2 separate regions of the Mus musculus genome follow, and region 2 is linked to region 1. A link is a contact called in public Micro-C data. All regions are on one chromosome and are shown on one strand. The core of a region is the stretch at or near the end of the contact, and the rest is flanking DNA. Distances in the headings are between cores, read along the strand shown.

Evidence for each region. A called contact is a pair of places that touch in the nucleus more often than the background predicts.
Region 2: a Micro-C map of granulosa cells shows a contact between it and region 1, with 1.9 times the contacts expected there. The contact joins the enhancer-like site here to the promoter of Ift88 in region 1. A contact is called at or near these places in 6 of 39 promoter capture datasets (3T3-L1-derived adipocytes, the C10 cell line, the HPC-7 cell line and 4 more), 3 of 484 Hi-C or Micro-C datasets (granulosa cells, muscle stem cells and nephron progenitors), 3 of 115 datasets of contacts at active chromatin or transcription factors (the SCID.adh cell line, bone marrow-derived macrophages and oligodendrocyte precursor cells) and 5 of 9 other capture datasets (adipose tissue, embryonic stem cells, liver and 2 more).

The regions. Positions count from the first base shown.
Region 1 is chr14:57,422,029-57,428,251 of GRCm38.p6, forward strand. Ift88 (intraflagellar transport 88) reads left to right here and starts at 2,043. Exons shown (of 26, transcript NM_009376.2): 1 at 2,043-2,159.
Region 2 is chr14:57,617,426-57,623,664 of GRCm38.p6, forward strand. Xpo4 (exportin 4) reads right to left here. Exons shown (of 23, transcript NM_020506.2): 7 at 706-818. Among named protein-coding and RNA genes, the nearest start is that of Xpo4, 45 kb to the right of the region's middle. Within about 2 kb of position 2,471, at least 25 of the 459 cell types and tissues checked have an H3K27ac peak or open chromatin away from gene starts, as enhancers often do. A contact at or near this core is called in the HPC-7 cell line, bone marrow-derived macrophages, granulosa cells and 1 more, where this site is marked.

The DNA of each region.
Region 1 (6,223 bases), core at 793-3,292:
TTTTCTTTAACTGAAACTTGTTCTGTAGCAGGCTGGCCTTGAACTAAGAGATCTCCTTGCCTCTGTCTCCTGGGATTAAAGGTGTGTACCAACATGTCTAGGCCTAAGCTTTTTATGATCACTATTCCTCAAGATCCAGACCAAAATACTGTGTCATCCCAGGCCAAGATTCAGATCAAAAGCCTGTGTCTTCAGCTTCAAGATCTGGATCACAGATGTACCCTCCATCTCTGGATTGTAGTTCATTCCAGAAATAGTCAAGTTGACAATCACAGATAGCCATCACATGCATTTTGATGGTATTTACCCACCCTCATTACTATCTCTTGTCTTTTTTGCCGTTCTACATCCCCCTATTCCAAAAATACATCTTGCTCACTCACTCACAATCTTACAAACTATCTTTTCTTAGGAATTACTGAATCCCCAGTGTGTATCTCTAGATGGGCATCTTTTTCTGAGCTTTAATGATTATGATGATGCTGGAATCCAAATTAGGGCCTTGAACACGGCAAGCAAATGTTCTAACACTAAGTTACATTCCCAGCCCTCTCCTCTGAGCTTTATATTGTTATATACAATTGCTTACTCAGTATCTCTTCTTGCACATTCTTTAGGCATCTGACACCTGATGTGTTCTCCCTCAAACCTGTTTTTCCTTTAGTGTTCTTCATGTTCACACATGGAACTCTTTCACTCCATACCCACTTCATGGGACTCAGGCTTGTCTGCTACCCATCCCACTTTATATGTAACTAATTACATATGTTGACAGTTTATTTGATAATTAGTGTGGGAACAAATAAGAAAATATGTTGCCTGATGAACCTTTATTTTAACAAAAACATAATGTCTTCTTCTCAGACAAGGACTGGGTACCCTGAATGTACAGTCATTTAAAAAAAAAAAAAGTTCAGTGCTGGACAATGGTGGCACACACCTTTAATCCCAGCACCAAGGAGTTTGAGGCTAGGCTGGTGTACAGAGAGCTCCAGGACATCCAGGGCTACACAGAGAAACCCCGTCTCAAAAGACAAGCAAACAAACAAACAAAAAAAAAAAAAGAAAAAAGAAAAAAGAAAAAGAAAAAGATTGACTCTAGTATTTATCTTTCTTTTTTGAAGTGCAGTAACTTGTGATTCCAGTATTTTTTCTTTCTATATTGAAGTGCAGTAACTTAAAATATCCCCATGATGTTCACTAATTAACGTAACAACTACTTATTGACACACAGTTGCCAGATACTGTCAGTTACTGTACGATATACCCCACTTGCAAGGTAACCTTCTGAATGCTGATACAACACACCTGGATCAGAGATAAAGAGGTTTAGTCTTCAAAACACACCAAGTAGCCCGAACCTGACCAATCTAATAGTTTGTCCCCTACATCTGTCCCCACCCCCATCCGTGGGAGGCTAAGGTGGATGTTACATATTCAATGACTTTCTGACACAACTGAACAATAAAGGTTAGTAAACTTCAGTTTTTTTATAACGGGCTTCAAGTCAACATGCCCAACATTTGCTCCGGAAAGAAATATTATTTTGTCTTTAAGACAGGGTGTCCCCTGCTGGTCTTGTACTCCTGAGCGTCATCTCTACTCCCATTGCAGATGTGCGTCATCATAGCTGGCATTACATTACCTTTACTTTTTAATTTTCAGATTAAATTTATTTAGAGAGAACCCAGACAGGATTAATATGACAAATTTATGGGACGACGCGTACAATTCTACGCAATGTTCCACAGAAAACAGTCTTCCAAGGTTCCCAAGCCGCGTAGTGGCTCTGGGACACATTCTATTCATCCGGGCCATCTTGCTCTGGTCTCCAGCTTTGGGGATGGCTGCCTCGGGGTTCACTCGACCTTGGTTTCCTTCTTGTGATTACTCCTACACCTGTAGCATCTCCTGGACCACCATAAACATTGGGCCAGCCTCGAGAATCACTCCGCTGTTGGCGGACCACAGGTCCCAGCAGCCCTGCACTTCCGGTCACGAGCTTCCGGCCTCGCCCACGCGGCGCGGAGGCCTGTGGGAGCGGCTTCCTTGGAGTCGCGCCTGGCAACGGCTGGGCGTCCCGCTCTGGCCTGCCTAGGATCAGGCGTCGCTTCTTCCCTCGGCCCACTCGTGGTCAGCCCGCTCCTCCTCGGCGCGAGGTAGGAGAAGCGCCCGGCCCCTCGCGGCCACCCTCCCTGCTGCCCTCTCCCTGCCCCGTGCGTGAGCGGCGGCGGGGTCGCGAGGGCAGGCGGGCTGGCGGCGCCCAAGCCCGGCTCCTGGCGACTGCGCTTCCGTAGCCAACACTTGGATGGTGCTCCTCTCAGGGGGTGGACTTCCCGCTCCACCCGGCACGGCTACCCGGGCTAATGTCACACGGCTTGGCGATGCCATGGCAGCAGTGAAACTTTTAGAGTTTCACAGTAGGTTACAGCGAACATTTCTAATACTTGCATCCGGTGAAGCTTTGATTACCTAGTAATCGGGAGTAAAAGCAAAAGTACAGAAAAGAATGAATAAATCACAGTCTTATAAAGATAAAAACATATCTTCTGGGAATTGATTCTAGGACACCCAGTTTCCCTGGATACCAAAGTTCCCAGGTGCTCTTTCACATATATACGATGGTATATTTGTATTGTATATAAGCCATTTTCCCATTTTTGTTATCTTAGACTGTTTATTGCTCTATAATTAATTGTTATGCCTAATTGTTCAGGGAATAATGAAAAGCACGCTCGGGAGGCTGGGGGCGGGGGGGGGGGGGGGGAGCCTGTGCATGTTCAGTTCAGATAAAAAATTTCTCCCAAATGTTTTCAGTTTCTAGTTGGTTGAATCTAAGGATGCACAGACAAAAGATATCTGACTACTGTTTTCCCAAAAGCCTAAAATTCCACTTTTCCTTTTTATCTTCAACTCTGGTTGGTAACTTTGGAGAAACTACAATAGGCATTTTGAGTGTGAACTGTATCAAGGTAGAAGTATATAAAAAGGACTTTGCCATGTAAAATAGTTTCACTGGCAATATTGAAGTGACAGCATCCCAAATTATTTTTGAACCACCTTGGAGAATATAGAAATACTGAGTTGTATTATTTCTTAGCCATTCATAGTTGTTAGTAAAGGATAATTCATTTACTATTTCCTAGCCTTGCTTTCTACATCTTTAAAATTTTGTGTATTCCACTATTGGTCTGTCTCCCAGGTGTGTGTGTGTGTAAATCTGGTTAAAAGCCAGAAGAAAGGTCTAGTTCTAAAAGCTGATTGTTTCAATACCTTATGAATAAACGAAAGTGAGATCAGAAGAGTTTGTAAGGAGGGAGCTTTTGAGTATATGATTTGAAAGTGTGATCGATGGAGCAGCAGCTTCAGCATCCATCCCTTGGGAACCTATTGATCAACATTCTGGGGCTGTGGAGATGCTCAGTTGGCAAAGTGTTTGCTGCAGAAGCCTAAGGTCCTGAGTGATCCCTAGCGCCCACTTAACCTAATGTGGTGGCTGGGGGAGGCAGGAGGATTTGTGCTGCTCACTGGTTAGCTAGCTTGGCTGAATCTGGCCCCAGGTCCTCCTTCCCAGGGGGAGATCTTACCTCAAAAAACAAGGCAGGCAGTGCCTAAAGAGGATGACCTCTGTTTCCACATGCACACATTTACACCTGTACACACACACACAGAAGCTGTCATACCCACAACAAGGAATTCACATCCTGCCTGGGCAGAATAACTCATACCTGTTATCCCAGTGCTTGGGATGTGGGAGCAAGAGTTCAATGTCAGCCTTGTCTACATGTTGAGTTTAAAGCCAGCCAAGGCTACACAAGACCTTGTCTCAGAAACAAAACAACCCTCCCCTGCAAAGAAATCCCAATACATTTCCTCTCTGAGGGATCAAGGAATCTCCTTCACATAAGATTTTCTGAATCGGAAGCACTGGTGGCTGAGGGGCTGAAATGAAAAGCTGTAAGCTGCTGGCTTGTGCTCTGGTTTGAGCCACTGGTTTAGCAGAGAATGTCCCTCTTATCTGAGAGGGACATAGTCCAAGGCCCCTAGGGAAGTTTGAAACCTCATCAAACACAACCTTTTGTTTTGTTTTGTTTCGTTTTGTTTTGTTTTTTGAGACCGGGTTTCTCTGTATAGCCCTGGCTGTCCTGGAACTCACTTTGTAGACCAGGCTGGCCTCGAACTCAGAAATCCGCCTGCCTCTGCCTTCCAAGTGCTGGGATTAAAGACGTGTGCCACCACCCACCACACCCGGCTAAACACAACCTTTAGTACACTTTTTTTTTAATATACATACTTATGATAATATTTAAACTATACAAGGCACTGTAAGACATTAACAGTAAGAGTAAAAGAAAAGTACTTATAATACTATATTGAGATGCAAGTAATATAAATATGGTTTGTTGCTCTAACTTTTTATTTATTATTTATTTATTTATTTTCTGCTGTCCTGTTTTCCCAGTGCTTGGGATGTGATAAATTGAGTTGACACTTAAAGGAAATACTTTATGGCTTCCCTTTGACATGCTTGATTGCTAACATCTCTGTTCCTGTCCAGTGATTAGCAAGATAACAGTGATAACAAGATAACAAGATACCAGAGCAGTTAACCTGGTAACAGAGATAGCTGCTATTGACTTTTGGGCAGGTAGTCTATGCAGTGTGTATACGCTGGAAAAGGGAGTGGCTAACATCTCAAGAGGCATTGATTAGGATGGTGTGATATTTATCACTCTACTTAAAAAACAGGCAGCTGTTCCAGAAGCTAACACAGCGTTCCTGTTTGAACCAGACATTTCATGCCTAGGTATATACCCAGTAGAACTGAGTGTATATTCACCTATGGCTAGAGACATGGCTCAGCAGTTAAAGGCACTTGCTGCTTTTCCAGAGGTCTTAAGTTTCCAGTACCCATGTTGGCCAGCTCCTAACACAGACACATACATTTTAAAAAGAAAACATATTCAGGTAAAAACTTGCATATAAACATTCATAAGAGGGTTATTCATAAGAGCCCAAGGTAGAACCAACCCAATATTCATCTCCTAAAGAATAAAGAAGTCAAATGTTGTAATTTTATTATTCAGTCATGAAAAAGAATGCAATATAATGAAACTGTATCACAAACCCTGAAAACATGCTAAATAAAAGAAGCCAGACATAAATGCCACATACTGTATGGTCTCTTGCACATGGAATCTTAGCTAATCTATAGAGGCAGGAAGTCATTTAGTGGCTTTCAGGCGCTTGGGGAAAAGGAGGGATATGGGATAACTGTCAAAGAGCCTCAGGTTTTTGTTTTTATAGGATGAAGAAAATGTAATGGTTATACACTGTTTGAATATACTGGAAGCCAATGAATAACAGTAGCAAAATTATAGTTATGAAGTAGCAATGAAAATAATTTTATGATTAGGGTTCATCACAACATGAACAACTGTATTGAAGAGTTGCAACATTGGAAATGTTGTGAACCGCTGTTTTAAGAACTGAAGTAAACAGTGAACAAGGTTCACTATTATATTGACCCAGAAAATGCTACATAACTATACAAACCAAGAGGTCCAGATCTCAGTGTTCTATTGGGTGTGGTAGCATACGTCTTTAATCTGAGCGCTAGGGAGTCTGTACAGGCAGATCTTGGCAAGTTGGATGCCAATCTTCTGTGTACAAATAGTTCCAGGCTAGCTAGGGTTACATAGTAAGGCCTTGTCTCAATAAAATAATATAAAATAAAAAAGCAAACAAACAAACAAAAAAAAAAAACAATCCCCCAAAGCAGATAAACAGAACTACAAATCACTTGTGAAACTGACCAGGTCATCAAAGGTAGGCATATCAAAAAAGAAAAAAAAGCCACCAAGTACTTGAAAGCTGTCAGTTTAAAGAAGCAGTTTGCAGCCCTGGGGAATGATGGTAGAGCTAGTAGATGTGCCTCGGCCAAACAGTGGGCTTGGCCCCAGACTGGAGCCCAAAAGGAGTGCTGGAGTTTTATTTCACATGTTAAAGAATGGAAAACAGTGTTGAAGCAAAGGGTGTGTGTTTGTTGTTATTGTGTGTGCGTGATGAGGGTAAGGGGTGAGTCCATGCCAAGAGCACCTGTGGTGGTCAAAGGACAGCTTTGAGAAGTCTGTTCCCTCCAGTCACTGTGTCATGGGCTCTGGGGTTGGAACTCCGGTCACCAGGCATATGTGCCAAGCACCTTTATCTGCTGAGCCATTTT
Region 2 (6,239 bases), core at 1,221-3,720, 200 kb after region 1:
CAGACTGTGTTCTTAAGAGCACTAAAGCATTTCTGCTCTTCCCTGTGCACTGCAAACACACACACAGAAAGCTTTTCCTAAGGTCACGATTTAAAATACCAACTGAATGAAATATAAAAAAGGGAAATCTGCTTACCTTTTATTAAAGCAGGTGCTAGACAGATTTGCCAAAATATAAAGCAAACAAAACCAAAACCCAGTTTATGCCAGTTGTTTTCACTACACATTTCAAAGTATTTGTTCGTTGAAGGTATTTATGTTATAATGGTTTCTTGTTGATATTTTTAGTGAAAGAAAGTATTTCTTCAAGTTTTCAGCCAGACTGAGTTTACTTTTATTATGAGAACATGCTATATTTTTGTTGTACTGTCATCTTCTTTTGCTTTTGTCAGTTTGGATTCCTAATGTTACGTAACAATAGCCATGCAACCCACACAACACAAGCTAGCAGGAAGTGCTGGGTTTTTAAGACTGTAAAGAGTGGTTACAAAGTCCAAGAAGTTTTGTTGTAGGATCTAAGCCCTTCAAAATGAGATAGTATTTGTACATCAGCAACAACTTTGTCATATAATTTCTTTTAGTAAGTCAGTTGTGAGAAGAGAAACCACATGGGGAAAACCTGCCCTGTTTTGCTTAAGAAAAGCAAAGGCGTTCCCTTCCTCTCACCATGCCCCTAGCTAGCCAGAGTTGAAGACGAGGACTTACAGTGAAGAAGAGCTCCATAACTCTGCTGTCCAGAAGAGCCTCCCGCCAGGACTCTGTTGGCTTCAACAGCACATTTTGTGAGGATTCAAACATAGCTATATAATGTCTGCCCAGTTATCTAGTGTCAAGGTCAACAACAATAACATTCTTACTTTGTCTAAACTATAAGTATACCCTAAATATAACAGCAGCCAGCCAGAAAGAATGCAATGGAAACAGTTTAAGCCTCTTCACATATGCTACATAATTCGTGCCTGAAGCTAAGGAATAAAAGGCATTAAGTGCTGAAAAAAAGAATGCTATAGGAATGTTAGGTAACGGGTTTAATCCTTACATGTGCCATACCAGAGATCTTAATAGAAGCAACAGAAAGGGGGAAAAATGACTTTAAAAACAGACATCAAAAACTAAGCCTAAAGAATCAATTTTGGTAAATTTGCCCCACTACTTTACCCAATATTTTAAACAGCTAAAATCATATACACAAAATGAGTTTCATATAGACTATAGGGAAAAACAGAAGTTTTCCAAAAGAAGTATGTTCACAGGAAAAGAACATGAAAGAGCAACTAAGCTCCATACTAAAACAGAAAAATTGAGATCACAGTACCCCAACACCAAGTCAAAACAAACAATTAAGCAGTTGACAGAAAACACATTTTTATTCAAAATTCCCATAGACTCAAGGGAGGTAGAAAGGCATGGATCTTCCAGGACTCACTGGACAGCCATCTGGCCCACTTGATGTGCTCCAGGCCAGTGAAAAGAGACCCTATCTCCCAAGTAATGACTACAGAAGCTGTCCTCTGTCCTCTACACAGACATATACATATACAAAATATTGAGATTGAGTGAGAAATCTCAACACAGGCATCTAAGATGACATTCTGCAAAAAAAAAAGCAGGCACACATTAATATACATGAGCATACACCGCCCCCAAACACATAATACACTGAGAAAGTAACATTCCCATAGACTCAAACAGTATATAAGGTGTTGAGGTATTCACTATCAAATATGCTTCAATTGAATAAATTTGCTGCAAATAAATTAACCATCATAATAAGTATGTGTCTGTAGATGTTGATGAGTGTAATGTACTCAGTAGCACTGCCATAGTAACTAAGCCTTTAAGAAATGAGAAGGATGCCTTCTTTGCACTTCTTTGTGAAGCAGACTGAACTAGGCAATATTCACATCATTCAGTGAGAAATCTCAATCTAAGATGACACTCCGCAAAGAAATCAGACATACATTCAAATGCTGCCATTTCCTTATACCCAACTCATTCTTTAGTAGAGAGAAATTATTTACAGAAAAAACTGAAGGTAGGTAACACTGCTTTGGAAACCATCCTTTAAAAGTCAGTTGTTTATGAGACTGCTTCTTGTCTGTGAAGAGGGCTACGGAGGGCACTGAGTGGCCCTAAGAAGAAGTCACTGCTTCTTTCTGATGTCATTCTCAAACTCCTAACTGACTAACTGAAGTGAAACCCTGAACAGGCTCACTTAGTATTTCCCTCTTCCTTTATCCGCCCCCTTGTGGACACAGAGAATGAAACCCTAAGGAAAGGAAGCCAGGACAGGACAAAGAGAAACCAGCCAATGACCAATGGAAAGTGGTTCCTTTCCTCAAAAGCACTAGGGGACCTCAGTCTCATTACCTTTTAGAAAAACAAACTGAAGGACTCACAGCTGATATCTGCTGTTTATTGCAACAACAGTCTACTGGCTAGTTTTTCATATGCTTTTGAAATTCACACTGAAGCAGGTAAAGGATCGTTAGTGTTCAGAACAGATTATCTGGGGAAAGAGATCAAGGCTTTATATCTCTTGAAACAGAAAGCAGCCATTTATCTTTTTTAGTTTTAGTGCCATTTTATTTATTTTTTTTTTAAAAGATTTATTTATTTATTATATGTAAGTACACTGTAGCTGTCTTCAGACACTCCAGAAGAGGGCGTCAGATCTCCTTACAGATGGTTGTGAGCCACCATGTGGTTGCTGGGATTTGAACTCCTGACCTTCGGAAGAGCAGTCGGGTGCTCTTACCCACTGAGCCATCTCACCAGCCCCGCCATTTTATTAAAGGTATTTTTATTATGTGAAAGGTCAGTAATGAAATATACTCAATTGTTTAAATAGTGCACGATCTGAGATGGTGTGATGCCCTCGTCAGTCTAGAGATCACATGACACTGTGAGGGGAACACATACATGCAGATCTAGACATCAAAATATATAGAGACAGACCATACATATCAAAATAATGTAAAGAACGAAGGTAGTTCAATTTTTTAATTTTGTTTAAAAAACAAACAAACAAAAAAAAAAACCCCAAAAAGTAAATAAAATTGTTAGTCAGAATTTAGAAATCTAACTTTTCTACTCTTACAACAATGTCCTAAAAACGGCAGAGCCAGGTGCGGTGGCACATGCTTGTAAACCATCACCCGGGAGGCAGAAGTCTACACAGTGAGCTCCAGGACAGCAAGGGCTAGAGACATCCTGATCTCAAACAACAACAAACAAACAGTTGAGTGCTGGCACAAACATCTGGTAAGTAAAAGTGCTTGCTGTGCACATCTGCTGCCTGCCTGAATTCAATCCCTGAAACCCGCCTAAAGGTAGAAGGAAAGCCATTCTGCAGCTCCGTCCTCTGACCCCACAAGTCCCATGGCCCTTGGGCTCTGTGCCAAGACAGCAGGTGCTCATGCTCCCTTTCTCTCTCAAACTACAACAATAAAGTACTTTTAATTAAGACGTTACCTTAATGTTAAAGCAAAGTTCACTAAAAATAGCTTCAATAAACAGTAGTTGCTCTTTTACAAGATTGCAAAGCTTTGGTTCTTACTGAAATATGTTCTGGTTTCCAGATACTATATTTTCTTATCTTTTAAAAACATGTCATCAACAAGAGAGTGGTCTGCTATCGACTGATCAGTGATTTTCACTCTATGCAATACACAGAAGGCAGATCTCATGAAGCAAAAGAATCACAACAGTAAATAGCTATTACTTTAACAACAACAACAAAAAACCTGTATAAATTCCAAATTTTTCTGAGTGATAACTTTAAATACTTTTCTATATATTTAAATATTTGTATATACTTTAACAACAACAACAAAAAACCTGTATAAATTCCAAATTTTTCTGAGTGATAACTTTAAATACTTTTCTATATATTTAAATATTTATATAATTTACATTTTATATAATTCATTTGCAACCAACAAGATAACTGCATTCTGTTTTTTAATAAGTCTGCATCACTTTGAAAATTGTGTCAACCTCATCTAACCTTCCCTTTTTCAGGTTTGACCAAATGACAAAGTCCCAGTGCACAGGCCCTGCCTGTCACCATACTAAGCACAAACCCACTCACTCCCAGCCAAGTTCTAGCACAGGGCAGAACTGAGGTGTTAAAACTCAACCAGGCTTCCAAGTTCAACACCATCTTAATCTCTTGGAAAATCAGTCAGAACTGCATGTAAATTCTACTGTAGCTTGGAGCAGAAACTAATTCAATATTCCCTGCCCCTCTCCATAAAGAGCCTCTCAAATTAAAAAAACAAACAAACAAACAAACAAAACCAAAACACTTCACAGACTTCTGAAGAATCTGTAACTTCAGGACCAAGACAAACACCCGCCAAGAGCCAGAGGACAAGTTTAATCCCTCCCTACTAGTGGCTCTCACTGGCTAATCCTACGAAGTCTTCTGTGTCAAGCTCTTGAATAACAGATTGAGCTCAGCATGTACATCCACCTCAACCCACAGGGCAGAGCTGTAGTTAGAAAATAAATGAGTACTTACATAAACAAATTAGCTCTTGTCCACTTTATTGTGACAGTGAAAGGAGAAAACCCTGAGGATGTGGCTCTGTTGGTAAAGTGATCATTCTGTGAGCACGCAGCCCTGGGTTCAATCTCCACCACCACATAATCGGGGAGCACATGCTTCTAACCTCAGCACTAGGGAAACACGGACAAGGATGGCCACAGACATAAGAAAGCCGGTGCTGATGAGGATGCTAACCCTAATCACTGAACCTCTTCTCAGTGGGAACATGATCTTTATCTAAACAAATATACAACGCTACCAAGGGCACTACCAGAACATGTAAAACTGCCTCTGGATGTTCAGCTGAGTGAACTAGTAATCTTCCATTAATGGCAACAGGGTTGTATTATTATGTCACCAGTGCAATTAAGAACCCAAATCTGCTAATAATACACTAAGTATGTCAAGAATTGCTTCAATTAGTCCTCAAAGGGGCTAAATTCACAGGGTCGTGATGTGCTTTCTACTTAACAGCTTTCTAAAAATAACAAAGACCCTGCTGCCTCCGTTAAATGCACAGAAAGACCTAGGAGGATTCAGTTTAAAAATCAACAATCCAAACTCTCCATGGAGTCCTTCTTGCCTTAAGATTCACTAGTCAGCAAACCTAAGGCAGAGAAGACCTATGTAATCCAGAGAGCAGCTCCATCCCCACAACCATCACTTTCCAAATTAAGCAACACTACACTCTAAGCTGCAGAGCACACACTGTGACTGCCCTGCTGTGGCATTCATGGAGAATGAAGCAAAATAACCTAGGCTGGCAATTAAGAACCCAACAGACAGAATTCCTTACAAATGTTAAGTATTTTAAATGAATCACTTTCCAGTAAGAAGTATAGTTATAGTAGGTAAACCATATTTGCCTAAAATTACACCTGAATGAATGAACTTCCCAATCCAAAAGGTAACGGGTACCAAACAGCGCCGCCACCAACAGGCTGCAGCCGCCCAGACGCCTTTGACCTATGTTTCCTAAGCAGTTTGATCATGCTGTGAAAGCAAGTTCACTCACTGGGTTTAAAAATATGTATTTATTCCATCCCTTCTATTCTTGCACTTAACTTACACTACACAAAATACTATGTGAACACCATGTGAAGCTAGAAAAAGAAGATAAAATGTCTTATCTTTTGGAAACAGCAAGCGTCTTAGGCCACCTTGATTTCTCTGCCTCTGAGCACTGTCACTCCATGTTCCTGCACTCTAAGTGTCCCCCTCTATGGCAATGACATAGAAGTACAGTGTAGTACAGCACCATCTAGAACCAAGAGAGAACAGGGTACATCACGGCAGGAGGGAAGGCAGGCAGGAACAACATGTCCAAGAGCTACAAAACTAAACAAAATCTTCTGAACAATTACACATACAGTCAGCACAACTCACTGCACTGAAAGACTAGAGTCTGTTCTTCAATGACTCTTTCCCCACAATGGCCCAGAGTCAGAAACTCTGCTGTTTCTTTTTAAATACTTTTTCTGGAATATGGAAACACTCCTGAAAAGGATAATGCACACATAATTTCAAATACTGATTAATCACTTTACCAACTTCCAATGTATCACATCAGACAGCAATACAAAAGACAGTGGGAATGAAACTAATTACTCAGTGGACTGAAGAAAATACTACACAACACTGCTTTATAACTGTATTTAAACATTCTATCAGATTTCTATATTGTGTT